Regions from separate parts of the Mus musculus genome. Here region 1 is linked to region 2. A link is a contact called in public promoter capture Hi-C data. All regions are on one chromosome and are shown on one strand. The core of a region is the stretch at or near the end of the contact, and the rest is flanking DNA. Distances in the headings are between cores, read along the strand shown.

The links. Promoter capture Hi-C pulls out the DNA fragments that hold promoters and counts their contacts.
Region 1: a promoter capture Hi-C map of neutrophils shows a contact between it and region 2. The contact joins the enhancer-like site here to the promoter of Mef2c in region 2. A contact is called at or near these places in 4 of 39 promoter capture datasets (the C10 cell line, hematopoietic stem and progenitor cells, neutrophils and 1 more), 19 of 484 Hi-C or Micro-C datasets (B cells, the C10 cell line, the C2C12 cell line and 13 more), 7 of 115 datasets of contacts at active chromatin or transcription factors (the 230-238 cell line, the HPC-7 cell line, bone marrow-derived macrophages and 2 more) and 3 of 9 other capture datasets (adipose tissue, liver and pancreatic islet).

Annotation. Positions count from the first base shown.
Region 1 is chr13:83,631,771-83,637,285 of GRCm38.p6, reverse strand. Mef2c (myocyte enhancer factor 2C) reads right to left here. Exons shown (of 11, transcript NM_001347575.1): 5 at 4,045-4,231; 6 at 1,817-1,864. Gm52044 (a long non-coding RNA gene) reads left to right here. Exons shown (of 3, transcript XR_003950630.1): 3 at 1-1,012. Among named protein-coding and RNA genes, the nearest start is that of Gm52043, 9.3 kb to the right of the region's middle. Within about 2 kb of position 3,950, at least 11 of the 459 cell types and tissues checked have an H3K27ac peak or open chromatin away from gene starts, as enhancers often do. A contact at or near this core is called in neutrophils, where this site is marked.
Region 2 is chr13:83,522,374-83,527,251 of GRCm38.p6, reverse strand. Mef2c (myocyte enhancer factor 2C) reads right to left here and starts at 2,509. Exons shown (of 11, transcript NM_001347575.1): 1 at 2,172-2,509.

The DNA of each region.
Region 1 (5,515 bases), core at 2,701-5,200, 110 kb before region 2:
ACTGAGCCATACCCCAGCCCGAGTCACTCTATTTTTAAATATAAGGAGTCTGCCTATAGCATAGGTTCTGAGGCAGCAGGATGAATTTGCTTAACTTCGGAGATCTTTTTAATGATTCTACATTCTGTATATGGTAATTTTTATATTTAGAAGACTGAATATCTTCTTTATTCTTAGAGAATGATTACATTTAGTAAGCTGTCAGGCAATTAACAAAAACAGCAAAACTGAACAATCAAACACCTTTTATTTTCAACATTAGATTTTAAAGTATTTTTGCTACTTAATAGTAACAAAAGACCATTTACATCCAAATTTAGTAACCCAAGTTTTTTTTGTTTGTTTTGTTTTTTACCTACACTTATGAAACAGAAAAATTGAAAACGTTTTTATTAACCTTTTACTTCCATTACTGACTGTTCCTTTAATAGTGGCTTGCTGAAATGCCAGACAGAGTCATGACATGGAGAATGCTCTTCTTGGTTATGCTTTGGTCCTGCCCAACCGGTAGGTGAGTGGTGATGACCCACCTAATCCCACCACTGATCGTAACCAATGTGTGGTTAGGATTTCAGTTCAGAAAAAACCTGACTAGACTTGTTTTGGTTCTTGAATTTTGAGCTTACTACTTTCAAAATATTTTCTGAGGGGGAAAAATTGAATATGACAAATTCACTGTCTAGAAAAATGGTATTGAATCTCTTTACTGGTTTGGCTGTACCTAAGTTTTTATAAACTATGTAAAATTGGGAGCTCCAACTACTCATTCTTTCAATTTACTTTCTGTGTCGTTGTGGCACTTTTTCTGCATCATTAACTGAAGCAGTAAAAAAACTAATACCCAGAAGAGATACCACCTCCAGCAGATGTATGTATAAAAATGTTTTTATATGCCAATTTTCCTTATCTTCTTTCTTATAATTAGCAGGTTATTATATTTGACCTGAGCAAAATGTTTTAATTAAGCTGTCCATGCATATTTCAATAAACTTGATTTTTTTGACACTTCAAACATAACCTTGTGTCATTCATGCCTGCCTCCTATTTTAAATTTATAGCATGTTCCAGCTGTAAAATTACCATGGTTACTTCTATGCCTCATAGTAAACCAGAGTTGGCACTTAAAAGTCCTGTGCTACATTATGCATTTGCACTGAAAAGAAAATCGACATCTCAATAATTCCAATATTATAAATTTCTTTGCGAATCTGAAGACACACGACACCGGTCAGTGTTGAAGATATCCTAAGAGCTGAAGTCCATTTGAGGGGTTTTGTGGTAGCGTAGTCTACTGATATTCTCTGAGGCATCAGGTTAATGCCAACTGTGATTTTCATTACCAGTAGTTTTGGATGATTGCAATCTTGTTTCTTTATGTACTCTTCTTTAGAAATACATAGAATATCAGTTCGTTGTGTGGACATCACTGACTCAGTTAGGGACTGATTAAAAGAAAATGTGAGAACAACGGCCTCCATATGGTACTATAGTCTAAGAGTAGTGTCAGGGGTTGATCAGAACCTGCACCTCTTTGCAGACCAGCTGAAGTTATTTTATTTTTAGACTTCTTTAAAATATTTAAAATATTTACTGCATAAGCAACACAAATAAATTCCCTTCGTTAACAAACTGAACATAACAGTTCCCGTTGATGCTGGCTTTGCCTCCGTTGAGTTTTACTAAGGAAGACTCCAGTTAGTAACTAGTTCTTTTGTAAATTACTGTTTAACCATTCCCCATTCAGAAAGAGCTGTAGGATTTCTTGGAAATAACCCAACAGACTGACCCATAACCCGCCACTGAGGTCTGCACTTACCTGCGCTGGTGCCTGCACCGGATGTCAGATCTCCGCCCATCAGACCGCCTATGGAGAAGAGAGGAAGATCAAAAGGAGAAAGGCTAGGGGCCCACGGAACAGAGCAGGAGCCTTCAGCCCTCAGCATTTGTCCTCTTCTGAGAGACATCCGTAAAATGTGCTATCTTAGTTGCAGGGCTGACATTTGTTTTATTGTGACATGCTGTGTTCAAATGGTAAAAATACATTCACTTACTGACATTTTGCAGAGTTTTTTTTCTCCACCCCTCACAGGAAAGATTACAATAGAAAAATACTGTCTTACAATAGTCTCTGAATTTTTATTATTTCCAGGTCTGGTTTTCTCCTAAAGAGATACTCCACAGGAATAAAAATCCCACTTCATTTCTACCATATGCCTTGATATTCACATATTTGATATCTACTTTTTTTCTAAATATATTTTCTAACATTATTTTTGTTCAATATTAATGAACTAGAAATTTTATTTTCTCATAATTGATCACTATATCAAGCTGAATTTCACTTAATGACACAATGAATAAGTTTTCATTGCCACAGGTTTACAATATACTAATTAATTGCTAATTTAAGAACCACACAAAAACTTGTACTGGCAAGATGGCACAGCAAGTCATGGCAGTTAACACCACGCCTGTTGACCTGAATTCCATCCTGGCCCTACCTGGTGGAAGAGAACTGACTTCTTCTCATTGTCCTCTGATTACCTCACAAAGACTCACATGTTACAGTGACAAATAGATAAACAAATGGATAAACACAATAATGGCTATGTTTCTTTGTAAGAATTGTGAACTTTCAGTAAGATTGAAGATAATTATTTAAAAAATTATAGAGAACAAGGTACAGGAAAAATAGTTGAGAATGCCATCTAATGGAGATTTCTTAGTTGTTCGTAAGCAATACTTCATTGCTATGAATTGTTTCTAGCTATTGAGATCAGAAAAGATGTTTATTATATTTTAAGGAAACGTTTCCTATTTCCCAGCAAATACAGTGTTGAAGACAAAATATCAAATTAAAAAAATGAATGAACATGAGTTATCAAATAAGATATTCAAAATTCTAAATATGAACTGAAAGAAATCTATATAACTATTAAAATGTATATTGAAAATTCAATCATATTATAGAGGAGAGGATGGCACAGTGAAGTCCTTTGAACATATTTCCCTGGTTCAAGATTTATAAAGTCTTCTAGAGGAAAATGTCCTTCCATCAATAAGCCGCTCTTAGTACAGTTAAATGTACCTAAGCTATTGAAAGCACCCTGTGGAGTACTTTCTTTAAACCAGGATGTAAATACACAATAGACTGTTGTATGAGATTTAGAAATACAATTATTTTTGATGCTGCTTCTAGAACTATGAAGGAATGGCTTAGTTATATTCAGTACACACTGAATTAGCTCCCACTGTGAGCTTGACAAATCAAATGGGCATTCTTCCTTTCAAGGTTCAAGTCCAGTGGAGAAAAGACATGTATTCAATTCAGTACATCATAACATATTTAGTTGGATTCACATACTAAGAATGTCTGGGTTTTTTTTTTTTTTCTTCTTCTGAGCAATCATTTCTTGTCTTTAGGTCACTGTGAATTGAACAGCAGCAGGGATACTTTATAATGTTGAGACAAATCTGTGGCAAGTGGGCGTGAGTGCGATGTACCATCAGCTGCACTTGTCATTAGCTGTGCTTTATTTCATACAACTTTTAAATCATGCTCGTGTACTGGTAGCACAAGTCTTTTCTACTGTATATCCTTTCTGGGATAAGTTGTCTTAAACAAACAAACAACCCAAACAATTACAGATAGGGGACAAATGCTGCTGGAGAAGACAGAGGACAGTCTCACAGTGACAGTTTAGTAGGAAGAAGAGAGAAGAGATTCTTTATGCAGAAAAGACTACAACAAAAGTGTGTAGACTAGGTATTGGACACACTGTTGGAGAAAGTAAGTGCTTAAAGAGCAACCGGAGGAGAAAATTGACCTCCAGAAAAGACAAAGTGTGGGTTATGAAATGCACCGAAAGATAATCTGAAGAACTCAGGCTGTGTCACAAAGAGGATTTAGAAAGGGGTGGATGTTGAGCAACAAAAGAATAGAATACAAACAGGAACCAAAGTGCACTTCCTAAATAAGGAAGCTTTCGCTAGACGTGGATCCTTCCAACACCTTGTGAACATGAAGTCCTCTTAAGGACCTACCTGTGTTACCTGCACTTGGAGGTCTATGTGTTACACCAGGAGACATACTATTCCTCTGCAGAGACGGGTGGGCCAGTGGCAGAAGATTGGGGTTTCCCAGTGTGCTGACAGGATTGCTGTACACCAAACTGTTATGGCTGGACACTGGGATGGTAACTGGCATCTCAAAGCTGGGAGGTGGAACAGCCTGTGGGGCAGAAACACAGGGAAAGCCGTGGAAGTGAGACAGAAGGATTCAAGGACAGAAAGCATTAACTGCGCCCAGGAAAACGCCAAATTCCAAATCGTGCAGTGTGTAGATTATGCCCAGGAAGGGGGTCTCAAGATGTGTGATCATAAATTGATTTCTTCCCTGCACTTATAACTCTTTCTCTGCAACCGTTAGGAAACGTTTCACTTTTCTGTGAAACAAAGCCCTTTTTCATTAGACTCCATTGTCTTTGAATTCCATTCTATGAAGTAATAATTATTCATTTGTGATATCTGAATCGGTTGCCAGAAATGACGGTAAGATCAAAGGTAGGTGACTGTGATGACTTCACGGAGAAAAGGGGGATTAAAATGCAGAGCTGATCCTTTGGTTTAATTGCTTATTGAAGCATATTTATGCAGAAGTTTAATGATATAAAACCATCTTCAGGCCTGTGAATAGCATATATAGTTTAATTATTATTTTTAAAAACCTGTCTTTTAATCGCAAGTTAAGAGACAATAGGCGTTTTAAGGTACAGGTTTCACCGAAGTATGTATCATTTAGTAGCTCACATCTTAAAGTGATATCTCAGAAAATATACAATGTTTCACATTTTGCTATATAGCTACTGCCCCTGCCACATGGCAAGATCTATATCTCAAATGAGAGAGTTGGCAAATATTTAGTGAGCTAAAGCTGGGCGGATGTCTAATTAGTGTGATCCAGGTTCCAATTATTGATTTTTGCTATTATTTTGGCAACTTAAGCAAAACTATGTTTTTGTTTCTACTTTCAGTAACTCATCATAGTTGTAAACACTCTTGTCTTTCTCCTTTTGTCAGCATTACAAGTGAAAATACTGTTCAAAGACTTGCCAGAGGACTCATAGTATCATGGCATACAGCCTTTATAATGAAAAATTGTGCTTGTGTGTGTATACACACAACAGATTTGTATAAGCCCTCTGAGGTTTCCAGTAAGAAGTTGTCCAAGTTTAAATGTGTGTTTATTCATGGCTCACATGTGGTTTGTTCTTATTGCTTTCATTATTACTAGTTGTTTTCTTTAGAGTTTACTGCAGCTATCTGTGACTGGTTGACTGGCTGGCCTGAATCATACATGTGTCTGCAGTAACTCTGTGTTTATGTTGTTAACTGTAATATGTTGTCTGTTTATGTTTATGCTCTCATAGTCTTTATTTCATGTTTTTATTTTCTTCCATGTTATGAAAATTCTAATACTGGTAAAAGCAAATGTTTTATAACTTTCTTTCAAATG
Region 2 (4,878 bases), core at 1,260-3,759:
ATAAAGAACATTATAACAACTCTTGGTTACTGAAGTTTGCTGTGGTTAATTAGTATCTCTGCTTGGGAAAGTTAATGTTCACGATTACATACTTTAAAAATATGACTAACTTTGAAAGGGTGGAAAGTTGCTTATTATGACATGGTCATTTGTTATTTCCACCAATACCAAAAACATTTATATTAAATTAATAGCACACCTTAATATTACCCTTCAATGTATTCACATGCACACCAACTAAGATGTAAATAGCGTAGTGAATGAATGAAGTTAAAACACTGCTTCTAATAAGGAGTGTGAGAACTGCATAACACATTCTCAAACTGTGAATCATAGTAATAAGAAAAGCATTTTTTAAAAAATAAAGTTCAGCACAATTTGAAGTAAAGATAACTGCCAACTACTGGCCCTTTAACTTGGGTACCAATTTTTTTTTTAATTATATGTTAAGTATGCATCAATGAATACTTTTAGAGTAAAGATCAGAATCCGATACAGGATTAAATGTATTATCCTTTAAATAGTACAAAACCTCATTGATTTCAGGAATTTTTTTCCCACTTGTGATGGGACTTAAGGACAACTCATTTTACCTGCCATGCACTTGCTTTAGGGCTACTTTTAAATTCAATAATTAATATGCTTATACTAGATGATAATAACGTGGTTTATTGCCTGCATTTTTGTAATTGACTCAATAGCTGCACAAGCATACCATTGGTGCCATACTTATACATATTGAACTACTTTTAAGACTAGCCAAACTGACATTATTTTTTAAATTAAATGAGAAATTTTATCTATAAATTGAAAATCGGTATGGCTTCAAGGTTAAGTGTGGCTCACAGGTGGTCACATTTCAAGTCCCAGCAAATCTCTAGGGGAGGGGGATTACTATGCCCCACACAAACGTTTTTACTCTGCAACACAATTCCATTGCAAGGTGCCTGTGGAGGGAGCCGGGCCACTCTTCTGGAAAGGCATGGAAATGCGACTGGAGTTTTCTTTACAGCACTTAGAGAACACATATAGTCACGAAGCATTTCATAAGGCAGTTACCCTTAGAGTTACTATCACATTAACGATAGTAAAATGCACTTTGTCTTAAAGCAATTCTCCACCAAGGACCAGTTAAAGAACTGGCAAACAGCCTGATTCTACATACACTGTCAGCATTTACATCCTGAATGTTTTATACAGAACACATCACATCCATTTCAAAAATGTGAGGGAAAAGGTTCATAACCATAGCATCTAGAACAGTACAAAATGGCTCAGACATAACAATTTCCTTAAGAATTGGTAGCCTTGCTCTGGAAAGGAAGTCACATTAGCATTGCACTCAAACACTTGCATAATACACAATAATACAATAAGCAATGTGCTCCGTCTCTATAGACTTCCTTTACGGCCAACTTTGTCACTTAGTTTAGTAACTTTCATCCAAAGTCCAAACAGAAGGCAGGCTAAGTGACTTAGTTTTGTTTGTTTTTAAATAGCTTAATATTTCCCTTGATCTAAACAACAGTGCACATGCTGAAATGCAAACATGAACTGTGCAATGCACAGACTACCATGGCCAGGGCAACTGCTTCTGGTCCCCACCAATTAAACTCTTTCAAGCCTGCACTTTGATGAGGGAAGAGGATGCACAAAAGGTGGCCTCTGGCAGACAGCCCTGCTTTAGCTTAAAGTCATCCCAAGGACTAGTGGCTCAGAATCCAAACCCAGGGAAAACCAGTCTTTGGGGTAACTCATAGGAACATCTTTCCACAGTGAACTAAGAGCTAAATTTTAAGACAGCGACTTCAAGGTCACAGAACAGTCTGTGAAATCCTAAAATACACTAGTATCCACGTTCTCCACCCTATCAAACATGCTAATGACAGGAACTAACTTCTTGAAACTTTAAACAAACTGATGTGACAGGAAGAGTCAGATGTGAATTCAATAGCAGATGGCAAACGGATACTACTATCTAAAAAGTTACTTTCAGACACACACAAGGAAATCGTAGAGTCTAAAGAAAAGAATGCACAACAAGCCTTAACTTAAGCCTTCCAGAAAGGAGTTGGATAGATAGACCCAGTGCCTGGAAGAGATTGGTGCAGATTTCAGAGACAATACACAAGCTATTTCTATTCTTTTGGAAAAATGTCAGAGGTACTTACATGAAGGAAGACACGACCAAATTAGTCCTTGGAATATTTTCCTTTCTTAAAAGAGAGGAAGAGAAAGAAAAAAAATAACAATAATCTTTACTTTGTCCAGCCTTGAAGTGCTTCTCCACTTGATTCAAAGCTGCAGGCACGGCGACCCACACAGAACCTTCAAAGTCAATCCAATAGCAGCCCGAAGATGTCTGGGTGTACGCGTGTGCTCAAGTGTCTGTGACTGCGAGGCGAGCGAGCAGAGAGCTGGAGACGAAGTGTGCGTGTGTGCGCGCGCGAGAGGGGGGCAAGGGGGAGGCGCGCGCGGGCTTGCGCATTCGCGCGCGCACCGAAGCCGCTGGAAGAGGAGGAGGAGAAAGAGGAGGAGGAGAGAGAGGAGGAGGAGAAAGAGGAGGAGGAGGAAGGTGGAGGAAGCGAAGGAGGAGGTGGAAGAGGAGGAGAAAGTGGTTGTCTGTGGCCGGTGGGATTAAAAGTAACCAGACTCGTCCAGAAAACTGTGTCCAGGAAGGAAGTGACTGGAGACGAATGGGAAAAGGAGAGCAGCTCATAGCCTTAGATAGGTCGTGTAAAAGAGCGGGGGGTGGGGGGAATGTAAGGATACTGGGAGGGGACGCGGGGGCGGCAAGCAAGACGGAGCACACGGGGCTGGGGTTCTAAGCAGCACGTACGCTCCGGTGCTACCCCTGTCCCCCAATTCATTTTATTCTTGCCTTTGCCTGGCGCTGCCTTTTCCTTTCCGTTTCTCTATCCCAACCAGCCCAAACCGTTGCCTCTCCTCCCGAGCTGGGGAAATCATCAGTTTCACTCTTGCAAAAGGGGGGCGGGACTAGAACCTCGCAACATTTTAATAAAACAAACATACTGCAGCTCCCTCCTCACCCCTCCAGTCTCAACTAGATTGATAAATTACTCCACTACACTACTTTAATTATGTATATGGTATGCAGAATAAATCACTGAACATCAGTACCTCAATCAAGCACTTTTAAATGATAATTGCATCTTGGTGAATCAATCTTTCCATTCCTGACATTTTGCTAATTTTAGTTTTACGGTGGGGTAATGGCACATGCCATACGCAAACCTAATGACAATTCTTTATTGCATGAAAGGGAAGACAACACGGGGAGCGGCGGCTCCCTGCCTCTCTCCCCGCCGCTACAGAGGACGCTAGGCTCCTGCGCGCTCGCTCCCCCGGGGAGGCTGCAAGCCAGCTAGCAGGAAAGTCCTTCTGAAGTCGAGATCTTCCTTCTGACCAATAGGAGCGCGACCCTAAGAGCTGCTCTAGTGACTCCCCCCCCCCCCGCCCCCTTTAGATTCTCAGTAGCCACTTCATCCTTGCTCCGGTCCGCGCGCGCCTCCGTTACTCACGCGTAAAAGCCACGATCCAGGATGTCTGCAAGCCTCGATCCCAGCGTGCGCTTCCTGCCCGCCCAGAATGTATAAAGCTTTTGGCCTTGAGAGTCAGGAGGGCTAGGCTAGAAAGTGAGCCGAAAGGATCCTCCAATGTTAGTAATAAATTAATTACAAGTTTTTGAAATCTCGACTTTATCCCCGGGCCATTAACTTTCGAATCAATCTGGACAAATTTACTGAGAGGACAGCTTCCTCGGAGAATGCCCCCTCCTTCCCTCCACACCTTACTGGACTTTATCCAGGTCATTAGCAAGTAAACCAAAAACAACTTCCCAAATGCATTAGGCTCCCCTGACCGATAGATAGCGGGTGACTTCACTTATCCTGAAGAGTTTCAGCTGCACAGGAAGCAGGAGCAGACACTGATAAGAACTCTTAGGTTAAGGTTTAAGCTGTCGAATAATTTTCCATAGTAAAAATATAGGTTAACAAAGAATTGATACTTAGAAAAAAAAAAAAGGTACTAGATATCACGACCACACCTAAAAAGCTAAAGATTAAATATATCAACTATATACAAGTCAACCCTATGCATTCTCAAAATAGTGAAAGATTGCATGCCAGGAGTACTGTAGCTTGTGTAAAATATGAACATTTAATTTTTAATACTATGATTAGAGGAAGAGAAAGTTCACAGAGTACTATAATGTAGAAGATACAAGAGTAGACAATAGTAGCCCATAGAAATATCTAGCTAATTAAAAATATTTTCGAAAGTATATGTTTAACCCAGTAACTGGCTGAATTTCCCGGGAAGCTCTCCAGTAGGCCTGCAGAGTACTATTTTAATGCAGAGGGGCATTGTGCTTCAAAAAAGCCTCCTGCCTCATTGTGCTGTTTGAAGTTAGTAGCTTCTATCAGAGCAGTGGACTCAACATTTAAGCACCCTCCGAAGGAAGGCTTCATTTGAAAGCAGAAAGTTGTTTTTACAGGCAAGTTAAACTACATGGGAACAATCTTCAAACCTCTGGCTCCTTACCACTGAGACTATTAATTAGTACTGCGATTTTATTACAGGAAAGCATGACAAGCTGTCACAGAGCACAAGCTTTGTGACATGGTGGGTTTTTTGTTTGTTCTGCTTTTGAAAATGGTATCTATGCTATATTGTATTTGCTCCTCTTTCACATAGCAAGTGTGACTACCATGAGTTTATATAAACAGAACGGCATGTTTAGAGGTACAAGCTCTGAGCTTAGACATGCTGCATGCTAAGGCATACCTAGATATGGTGATATAAATAAAAATTTAGATTATTTTTAAGGTTTACAAAGATCCTCACAGAGCAAAC